Regions from separate parts of the Mus musculus genome. Here region 2 is linked to region 1. The links are chromatin contacts, called in public ChIA-PET maps. All regions are on one chromosome and are shown on one strand. Each heading gives the region's core, a stretch centred on a gene start, on an enhancer-like site or on the middle of the called end of the contact. The rest is flanking DNA. Distances are from core to core; before and after follow the strand shown. Region 1 overlaps Cep164 (centrosomal protein 164). Region 2 overlaps Sik3 (SIK family kinase 3).

Region 1 (4,845 bases), core at 1,685-4,184:
ATAAATAAAATGAAGAAAGAAAGGGAAAAAAGAAAGCCAGTGGCATTTGCAGCTTTGAATGCCTGTGTCTTATCCGCCATGCCTTTATTTCTCCTATAGGAAATACTATCTCATCTCCCATGTTGTATTCTGGGTAATTTCCTAGCTTTATTTTCCAATTCTTTATTTGTCTCTTCTTTGGTGTCAAATTTGCTGTTTAGCGCACTTTAAAAAACAACTATTTGGGGCTGGTGAGATGGCTCAGTGGGTAAGAGCACCCGACTGCTCTTCCGAAGGTCCAGAGTTTGAATCCCAGCAACCACATGGTGGCTCACAGCCATCCGTAATGAGATCTGACTCCCTCTTCTGGAGTGTCTGAGGACAGCTACAGTGTACTTACATATAATAATAAAAAAACAAACAAACAAGCAAAAAACCAACTATTCACTGCTATAAGTTAGTTTATATGTCCCAGTATTTGTTCGTTCTTAATGAATTTTGTTCTTGCTGGGCCTTAGAAGGGACTGACTTCCGAACTCTGCTCACCCCTAGCCAGAACATCACAGGTGATCTTTACTATTTCAACTTTGACACGGGGCAGTCCATCTGGGACCATCCATGTGACGAGCACTATCGAAAGTTGGTCATCCAGGAGAGGGAGAGGTGGTCAGCTCCCGGGGCCATTAAGAAGAAAGACAAGAAAAAGAAAAAGGAAAAGAAAAACAAGAAGGACAAAGAGACCTCCAAAAGTCCTCTGGTGAGTCAGCCTGGGGTGGCCTCCTACCCAGGGCTGCAGCCCCAAGAGGCATGGGGACCCAGGGGGACTGCCAGGGGGGTAACAATGAATTCTTGACAGGACATTGTCTCATTTTACCTGGAAGATTTTTCTTTCAGCCTCTGGTAGTTGTTACTTCTGTCAGTAATTCCTTCTTTCTCCCCAGAAGCTCGAGTTACAGGATTAGAGAGAGTGTGAGCTCAATGGGGCAAGGAGCATGTCTTTCATTTGATTGGAGAAGTGGTGGCATTTGTCACTGTGGGAGAGTGGGGAACAGAGACAGGAACCGTTGAGTTGGCTGTAGACTCATTATTTGCCATTATCTTAAAACTGTCAGAACACCAGTGCCTTCAAGTTTTAAAAGGAAAAGCTGGGATTCGTGGTGCATGCTTGCAATCCTAGAACTTGGAAGGCGGAAGCTGGAAGATCACGTGTTTGAGGGCAGCCTGTCTTTGATGCCTATGTGCCATTGGCTTAGTTGACATCATCTGAGGTCTCTGTGGCCTATGTCCTTGGAGGAGGGGGGAGAGAAAGAGCGGAGAGAGGAGGGGGAGGAAGAGGAGGAAGACAGCAGCAATTAGAGACTTCATCCTCACTTGGTCTCCAGTAGCTTTTTTACTGAGTTCTGAGGGCTCTGTCCATTTCTTGTCTGTCCCTCAGCATGTCTGATTGTGGTAGATGGAACTTGTCACCCTTACTTCTGGAGAAGCTGAGGGAGAGCCTTGTAACTGAGGCCCCATGGTTGAGGATATAAACTTTGTTCCCTCCATGCAGGCTTAGGGCTGGCAGCCTGAGGAAGCAGCTCAGGGTGGGGAGCACTGGGGAGACTCTCTTAACGCTCAGGGTGGGGAGCACTGGGGAGACTCTCTTAACACTCAGTGGTCTGGTTTTTGGTTCTGTCAATTTTGTGTCCCACCTGGAGCGTGTGTATGTGTGTGTGTGTGTGTGTGTGTCCATTCCCATGTTGAGGATCCATAGGACCACACACGCGCTAGGCAGGTGTTCTAGCGGTGAGCCCCATTCTCAGCCCCACTTTCTTCTTCCCTAAGGCATCACTTCTGGCCTTGAGCAGTTGTTAAGTCTTTCACTCCATCACGTTTGTGCTCCATCGCTGCTCTGCATCCCTTTGCTGCCCCCAGCTCTGTGTACCCACTGTCTGAGAAACGGGGTGAGACACCCGATCCCACAGAAAGGCGAAGACAGGAAACTTCCCAAATAGAATCTTGGAGTTTCCAATACTCTCGTGTATTCGAAAAGGAGAAGGCAGTGGTAGGTTTTTCTTTAATCCAGGATAATCCTAAATGATATTTTGGCATCTGGCAGGCTCCAAGCTGACTCAAGGTGAGCTTGGATGACAGATGTGAGTCCCAGGAGCTCCTTGTTGTAGTGCCAGGAAAGAGGGCAGCTGGGCCAGGTCCTCAGTGGGATTTTTAGGGCCCAGGTCAGGTACCTCAAGCTTGTGTTTGCCCAGTGGTCAGGCCCTCTGGAAATGTGTGCTCCCAGCTGGCTAGTCAGTGTATTTGCCGAGGGTGTTGTTGATTGCCTGAAGGCTTTCTTGTAGCCCCAAGGTTCTGTGACTGGACGTCTTTAAGCAGTGTCAACTTGTGCCCGTGGTAGAAGGCACTTGACTGAGTTTCCCCAGCTTCCTCTCTTCTCTTCTTCAGAGGACATTTCTGGAGTCCTTGATACGGCGTTTATAAAAGCAGCCAATCACGAACCTGAAGGCTAGAGGAAGCTTGGGGATCAATCACAGGCCTGTGGTTTCTAGGCTTTGTCGGGTGACATCTTCAGGTGGCTGCTCTGTGGCGGCCACCCAGAAACAAATGGGTCTACTCTGGGATCCCTGGGGCCGTGGTTGGTTCTTTTCCCTGTCATACTGTAGCCTTCCATTTAGCCTAAGGGAGTTTTGGCCTTTCCTCTCCCTTCCCGATTTCTGTTTTACCTTAAGGAGGGTGGTTTCCTGCTGTGGGGTCTCGGGGCAGCAAGAAAACATCAGAAGGATCAGGCTTAGTTTTCTCTGCATGTTTATATACCCATGTAGGAACCACAGCCTGAGCAGGGACTTCTGCCTTCTTCCTCCTTTCTCCGTGGCCTGTCCCCTCTCTCGGCACCTGGGCTTGCTGATCTGGACCCAGACCAACAGGTGCAGGCTAGAAATGAGGCCTTTAAGAAAGGGAGGAGCCTGTGCACGCTGGGCGACACACCGTGGCCTCTCACGGGTGCCCTTCCTGCTAAGCTGCAGCCGCTCTCCAAAGGCCAAGCTTCTCGAACCCACCAGGTCTTTGCTGATGTGGAGAAAATCTTAGGCAGGCCTTCGATCCAATGCAAGACCGAGTTAGGAGACCTGCAGGGTCTGGAGTCAGCCCCGAAGGCCACAGAGAAAATCTACCTGGGGTTTTCAGACCCTGAAATAGAAAAGATGGAATTGAGGGCCAGACAGCAGAGACTTGGCGCCGGGGGTGCTCAGAGCCCGGATCCACTCCACAGCGGGCAGGATGTGTCAGAAAGCAGGAGCCAGCCCCCTGTTCACTCTAAGCTTTCTGAGGCTCCCAAAGGTCTGCAGCTCAAAGGGGAGCAGCCTAACCACAGCATAGCCACCATGAACTGCACTGGCCCCGGCGGGGACAAAGGTCAGAACACCGCTCCTTTGCCACCCTCTGAGGAGGAGCCCTCCCTGTCCCTTGGTTCATCCGACCATGCGCTGCCTGCCAGGAGGAACAAGCTGTTTTTACTAGAGAGCGGCCCAGCAGAAGACTTGAGCTGGCAGGGAGTTCCTGGGGAAGGTGGGGACGTGGGCAGGGAGAGGTGGAGGAGAGAGTCTCCAGGCCTATGGATGGGACAGGTCTCCAAGCTTATCAACAAGGACACCCCAGAGAGATGTAAGGAAACAGAGCCTGCTGCTCCCAAGGATGCAGAGGCCTCAGCCGAAGATTCACCACAGGGACCCTCGCCGATGCCACCGGAGACCCTGGCATCGGAACCAGTTCCAAAGCCCCCTTTAGGCGACCCTGCCAATGAAGACAGGCAGCATCCACCTGGGTCTCTGGAGCCTCTCAATGAAGATGGGAAGCCTAGCACACCCGGGACTGACTCGGATAACAGTAGCGGAGGGGGCAGCAGTCTGGCCTCACCTCTAGGCTCACAGGTCCTTGGTGAGATAAACAACTTTCCCTGGGACCTGCAGAACCCCCAGGGGTCTGTTCCTGTGATGGGCCCGTTAGGCCCGGGGCCTAGAGATGTGCGCTTCTGCCCTTTCCTGGTGCCCCAGTTGTCCCACATCAGCTCTGTGGAGGAGCAGTCTGAGAGTGAAGACTACTCCGAGGACCAGAGATTCTACCAGCACATCCTACAGATGGTCAAGATCTCCAGGCAGCTGGAGGGCCTGGGGCTGCCCGAGAACATGCAGGAAATGCCGTGCAAAGATGTCGCCGGCATGGTCTGCAGCATGGCCAACGAGCCTTCCAGGATGTCTAATAAGGGTGACCACAAGGCCACCAGAGCTCCGGAGAGGGACTCGGGGTTACTGGCCTGGGGTCCAGAGCTGCTGGAACATCCTCTGGGAGCGGTCTCCGCCCCTGCCGGGCAGGAGGCCACTCAGCAAGCACAGTGCCAGCCCAGCGGCCTCAGGCAGGGGCCGGTCCAGCCCAGTCCCGACACCGGGCTCGGTGCAGAGCCGAGCAAGATGCAGCTTCTCAGCCAGGTAGGCCTCTGAGGTAGCACGGCCTAAGGTCTGCCTATCTCCCCCAGTTCAGCGGGGAGGGGGCAGGTGGAGCTGATGTTGTTCCGAAGCCCTCAGGCCCGCTTTCCTGATGGTACCCTCTTCAGTAACTGAGGAACCCTTAACTACCCAAACAGCCACCAGACCAGATAACCTGGATTGCAAGCTTGTTCTGTTCCGTTGTCTGCAGGCGAGAGCTGAGGGTATTGGTTGATTCTCTTTCCTGGATGTGACCGTGTTCACGGCGGTTCACGTGCTTGGAAGGGATTGCGCCAGTGGGTGGGCACGGTGGTACTGCTCCTTGCCCTTGTACAGAATGCAGGCACCTTCTGGGAGTTGGGAAGTTTTTCCCAGCAGCTGATTCTAGAGAACA
Region 2 (4,845 bases), core at 1,587-4,086, 370 kb before region 1:
ACGGACGGTTAATAGCATTGGAGGAAACAAAAGAGACCATTAGTGTATGTGCAGATGATGGGACCAACTTGTCCTCTTTTTAGGATATAATATGGGTCAGTGTCAAAGTCAATTGTCTTCAGAGCAGGTAACATTTCTGCTTCCAGACATGAATTTAGGGTGAGATTCCAAACATTTCTCAGACCCAGCCTCTCAAGAAAAGGTAATCTCTGTTGTTGCCACAGCCATCTTCTGCTCAGGCCCTCACAGGGGTCCTCTGCAGGTGCAAAGGGAGTAGTTGAAAGCCAAGGCTCATGTGACTTGGGTGCTGGGGGAGACTGGGGTTGCAAGTGCAGGTGAACGTGCTCTGCACTCCCACATGACAGGACAGCTGTCATCTGCAGAGGGGACAGGTGATAAGACGGGACATACTCACCCATATGTCCACTTTGGGCCCATCATATTCCTTCCCTTCGAAGAGCTCTGGGGCGGCATAGGGAGGGCTGCCACACCACGTCTTCAGCAGCTGCCCTGGAGTGAAGAGGTTGCTGAAGCCAAAGTCTAGAGAAGCAAGGGAACAACACTCATGTCAGCATCCCAGCAGGCACTGGTCTCTGGTTAGCGGAACACAGAGCTGTGTCACCAGGCTGAAAGAGCAAATCTAGGAAGTAGGCAGTGAACCATCTGAGCTCGCTGGGACTGGGTCACCTGCCTTGTTCATGTGCACCTGGAAAAGGGAGAGGAGGGACAGAGGAAAGGTGAAGGAGGGGAGACCCATGCTGGAAAACTTCTTAATTGATGGACTCTACCCCAAGGACACCCCAGCCTCCCTGGCTGGCCCTGAACTCCTGGCACTCTCCCTGCCTTTTCCATTCCCTGCAGCAATCTTAAGGCGACATACCTACCTCCCTGGAGCCCCTTTCCCTTCTCCAACTCTTTTGCCCTTCTCCTTCTGCCCTGTGCATTTCTCTAACTAGCCAGAGAATTCTCCCACGGAGGACCTGCTGGTTAAGACTATCTTTGCATGCTCTGTTACAAAAGACACTGGCTTTGGGGGCTGGAGAAATGGCTCAGAGGTTAAGAGCACTGACTGCTCTTCCAGAGGTCCTGAGTTCAATTCCCAGCAACTACATGGTGGCTCGCAACCATCCGTAATGGGATCTGATGCCCTCTTTAGGTGTGTGGGAAGACAGCTGCAGTGTACTTATCATATATATAAAATAAAGAAATAAAATCTTAAAAGAAAATACACTGGCTTTGTTCCCATGTTGTTTCCATCTGTCAACTTAAAACAAAAATCATGTGTGTGGGGGTATGGGTGTTGCAGGATATCTGATCACACTGTGAACTCTGCGATTGTGTTATTTACTGGAAAATCCTATTTCTAGTTGTGGTGTGGCTCAGTCTCATCACATACCTTTAATCTACCTGGATGGACACAGACACACCCTTAGTATACACCTTTAATCTCAAACAATGAAGGTTAAGTTTAGTTTGTGGAAGGAAGTGCCCATGTGGAAAGTGATGTCAAATTGAGTGGCAAAGTGACACAGTGATGAATCAGAGAATGATTTGACAGAACAGGATATGCCTAACTCTCAGGAGAGGGAGGGAGGGGGCGGGGGAGCCAGATTGAATCAGTCAGCTTGGAGAGTGTTTGCGCTACAGCTCAGAAAGAACTAGAAAGGGTGAGCTTATTCAGCAGCAAGTCTCAGGGGCTGAAAACACTCTAGGCCTAGATTAGGTCGTACTGAGGCTAGAAGCTTCCAGGACTAGGTTAGCAGACAGAGGCAATAGCCTCCGAAGCAACATTTACATCAGGGGATAAAAAAATACTTTTACATGTGGGTGTATGCCCAAGTTTGTATGAGTGCCCATAAAGGCCAGCGGAGGAAACTGGATTTCTTGGCATTACAGCCTCTTTGAGAGCTGTCTCACATAGGTGCAGGGATTTGAACTCTGGTCCTCACAATGAAGCAGCAAGTGTTCTGGACTGCTAAGCCATCTCTCCAGCCCCTCTTGCTTAGAATCTTACCTTTTACACCTCCTAAGCTATTCACTCAGAGCTCAATGGCTGCCATACAAAATCAGATCCTGTTATCTCTTTGCTCAAAAAAAAAAAAAGAGGCAGCTCTCTATTTTAGCATTGTCATTAAGTTCCATCACAGCCAGCCCCACCCTACCCAGCTCTCCTGAGTACCCCTGGCTAATCTTCAGTACTAGAGGGCCCACATCCTGTGTTTATATGCCTTTCTTTATATACTTCCTGTCTGTGCCAGGCCTGTTCCTGTCTCTCCCACCTTTAAAATGTCATCCGTTTTCAAGGTGCAGTCAAATATTACTTCCTGTATGAAGCTTTAACTGATTTCCAGCAGAAAATACCATATCAGTTGCTTCCTTTGGTTGTCAGAGCCTTTTGTTTATTCTCTGACATCCCAGTCTCCACTCTGCCTTACATTGTTCTTAGCTATATGATGTGTTCAAGCTTTCTACTGACTACTGAGTGGAGAGGAAAGAGGTTTATTTGTTCTCATCTTTTCACAGAATCTTTGATATACGATAGAAAGGTTCACAAAAATGAGCCAGTTAAATTACTGTGTCAGTCGCTCCTGAACACTGACTGGTGCCTTCTCACACTGCTGCGTCAATGGCCACCTACCAGAACCTCTATCTCCAACCTCTCTCACCCAAGCTGCTGAAGCTAGTAGCTTACTGATCACCAGGGGTTTAGTTCAGGGTCTGATACAGCCAAAACAGTGCCATTTGTCAACAGAAATAAACACCCTGTTGTGAAGTCTCTTAGATCACTGTGGTGGTTTGAGTAAAAACTGCCTGCATAGGCCCATAGGGAGTGATGCAATTAGGAGGTGTGGCCTCGTTGGCATGGGTGTGGTTTTGCTGGAGAAAGTGCATTACTAGGGGGTGAGACTTTGAGGTCTCAGAAGTCAAAGTCACTGTAACTTCCTGCTGCCTGTGGATCAAGATGTAAAACTCTCAGCTCTTTCTCCAGCAGCATGTCTGCCTCTGCTCTGCCATGCTTCCTGCCCTAAGGCTAATGGACTAAACCTCTGAAGCCAGCCAACAAGATGTTTTCCTTCATAAGAGGTGCTGTGGTCATGGTGTCTTCACAGAAATAGAGTACTGACTAAGACAATCCCCCTCCCCCTTTCTCTGTACTCCCCTGTGACTCTTTATCTTGTGTGTGTAATTCTTTCAGCTTTAAAAACACTCTACCTCTCTTAGAGAAGTCTATTCTTTCTCCGTAGTTTCTGTAGAACTACTTATTAGAGTTGCTGAAGGAGACCTGTCCAATGACAACACACACAGCTGACACGCCATCATGCATGGATGGAGGGAATCTCACAAGGCCCCACCTCTAGATGAAGAGCTGCATGTAATTAAAGCTACCAAGAGAGGGAGAGTCAGTCTTCTCTTCGACAGAGGTGAGGCCCCAAGGGTTATCCAATCCCAAGTGGTCAGAAGTAACTCTCTCTCTCTCTCTCTCTCTCTCTCTCTCTCTCTCTCACACACACACACACACACACACACACACACCGGTACAAAGAGGAGATAAGTTGAGAAGGAGTGGGGGGACATGAAAGGGGCCGAAGAGATGGGAGGGTGGGAGAGTAGCATTCATGTTTAAAAAAGGCTACTATTCTTTCCTGGCTTTCATGATACTTAGCATTTCTTCGAGCACAGTGAGTGTGTAAGAAATAGTGCTTATGGACCGGCATGGTAACTCATGCCTTTAATCCCAGCATTCTGGAGGCAGAGGAAGATTGGTTATCTGTGGATTTGAGGTCAGCTTGGTCTCCATTATGGGTTCCAGGCCATCCAGGACTTCACAGTCAGATCATGTCTCAAAAACAAACAGCAGATGCTGCTTCTGAAGGAGAACACATTGGAAGCCATGCCCATGGATCAGCTGGAAGCCATACCAATTGATGGCTTGCTGGAGAGTCTCCCTATGGCCACACAGGCAGCCTAAGCTGAAGGAAATCTTGTAGTTCAGGCTGGTCTCTAACTCAGAATCCTCTTGCCTTGACTTTCTGAGTGCTAGGACTAGAAGAATATACCACCAATCTTTTCAATGTCCAATTACACCTCACAGTCTGCACACAGTGAGCAAAATTGTCCAAACTCTTCATAAGCAAGTAGGATAGGTTGTTAAAAATCCTAACAGACCCTAGACTTGATGGCACAAGCCTGTAACCCCGGCTAGGTGAGGCTAAGTCAGGAGGACTCGAAGTTTGAGGTCAGCCCAGGCAGCTCAGTGCGGAGGGCTCGCTGGCATCACTAACAAGAATCTGCAGTGGGACACTTGTGGTGGTGCTGTGAAAGATGATTTAAACGCAGTTTAAGTTTCCAAGCCTAGCAGGGGCAGGCCCAGCATCCTTCCTGACAATGCATCACTGTAAAGCGAGGTTTCCTTAGCACTGTGTGGCCATCTTCCCTGCCAGTGGCTCTTTACCTCACATCCCTCTCCATCACTGCCATGTATATGGTAAGCTAGGAGTACGGCTAGTTCAATGTGCATTTAACTTTAGCATGAGTTGGTTTTGAACATTTAAATTATCCATGCAGGAGAAACCTCAAATTATTAACACACGGGAACATTGGAACTCATTTTGAAAACTCAGCTCCCTCTAACAAATACTTGAGGGGCTGGAAAAAAAATGAGTTGGAGGAAATATGTGCTCTGGTTTCTCTTAGCTGCTTACCGTTGTGGGCAGCTTCTGCACACTTCAAGCAGAGGGCTATTTTTCAGAACTGTTGGCAGTTTAGTGAAGTAGCAGGGGGACCCTGGGATGTGTGGTTGAAGCAGGGGCGGGAAGACGTGGGTGAGCAGCCTTTACTGTTTAT

What was found. ChIA-PET counts read pairs in DNA pulled down with a chosen protein or histone mark.
Region 2: an RNA polymerase II ChIA-PET map of memory CD8 T cells shows a contact between it and region 1, with 15 read pairs. The contact joins two enhancer-like sites. A contact is called at or near these places in 2 of 115 datasets of contacts at active chromatin or transcription factors (effector CD8 T cells and memory CD8 T cells).

The regions. Positions count from the first base shown.
Region 1 is chr9:45,805,595-45,810,439 of GRCm38.p6, reverse strand. Cep164 (centrosomal protein 164) reads left to right here. Exons shown (of 30, transcript NM_001081373.3): 4 at 532-736. Among named protein-coding and RNA genes, the nearest start is that of Cep164, 21 kb to the left of the region's middle. Within about 2 kb of position 2,934, at least 24 of the 459 cell types and tissues checked have an H3K27ac peak or open chromatin away from gene starts, as enhancers often do. A contact at or near this core is called in memory CD8 T cells, where this site is marked.
Region 2 is chr9:46,173,567-46,178,411 of GRCm38.p6, reverse strand. It overlaps Sik3 (SIK family kinase 3), which reads right to left. Exons shown (of 25, transcript NM_027498.3): 5 at 416-540. Among named protein-coding and RNA genes, the nearest start is that of Apoa1, 53 kb to the left of the region's middle. Within about 2 kb of position 2,836, at least 183 of the 459 cell types and tissues checked have an H3K27ac peak or open chromatin away from gene starts, as enhancers often do. A contact at or near this core is called in memory CD8 T cells, where this site is marked.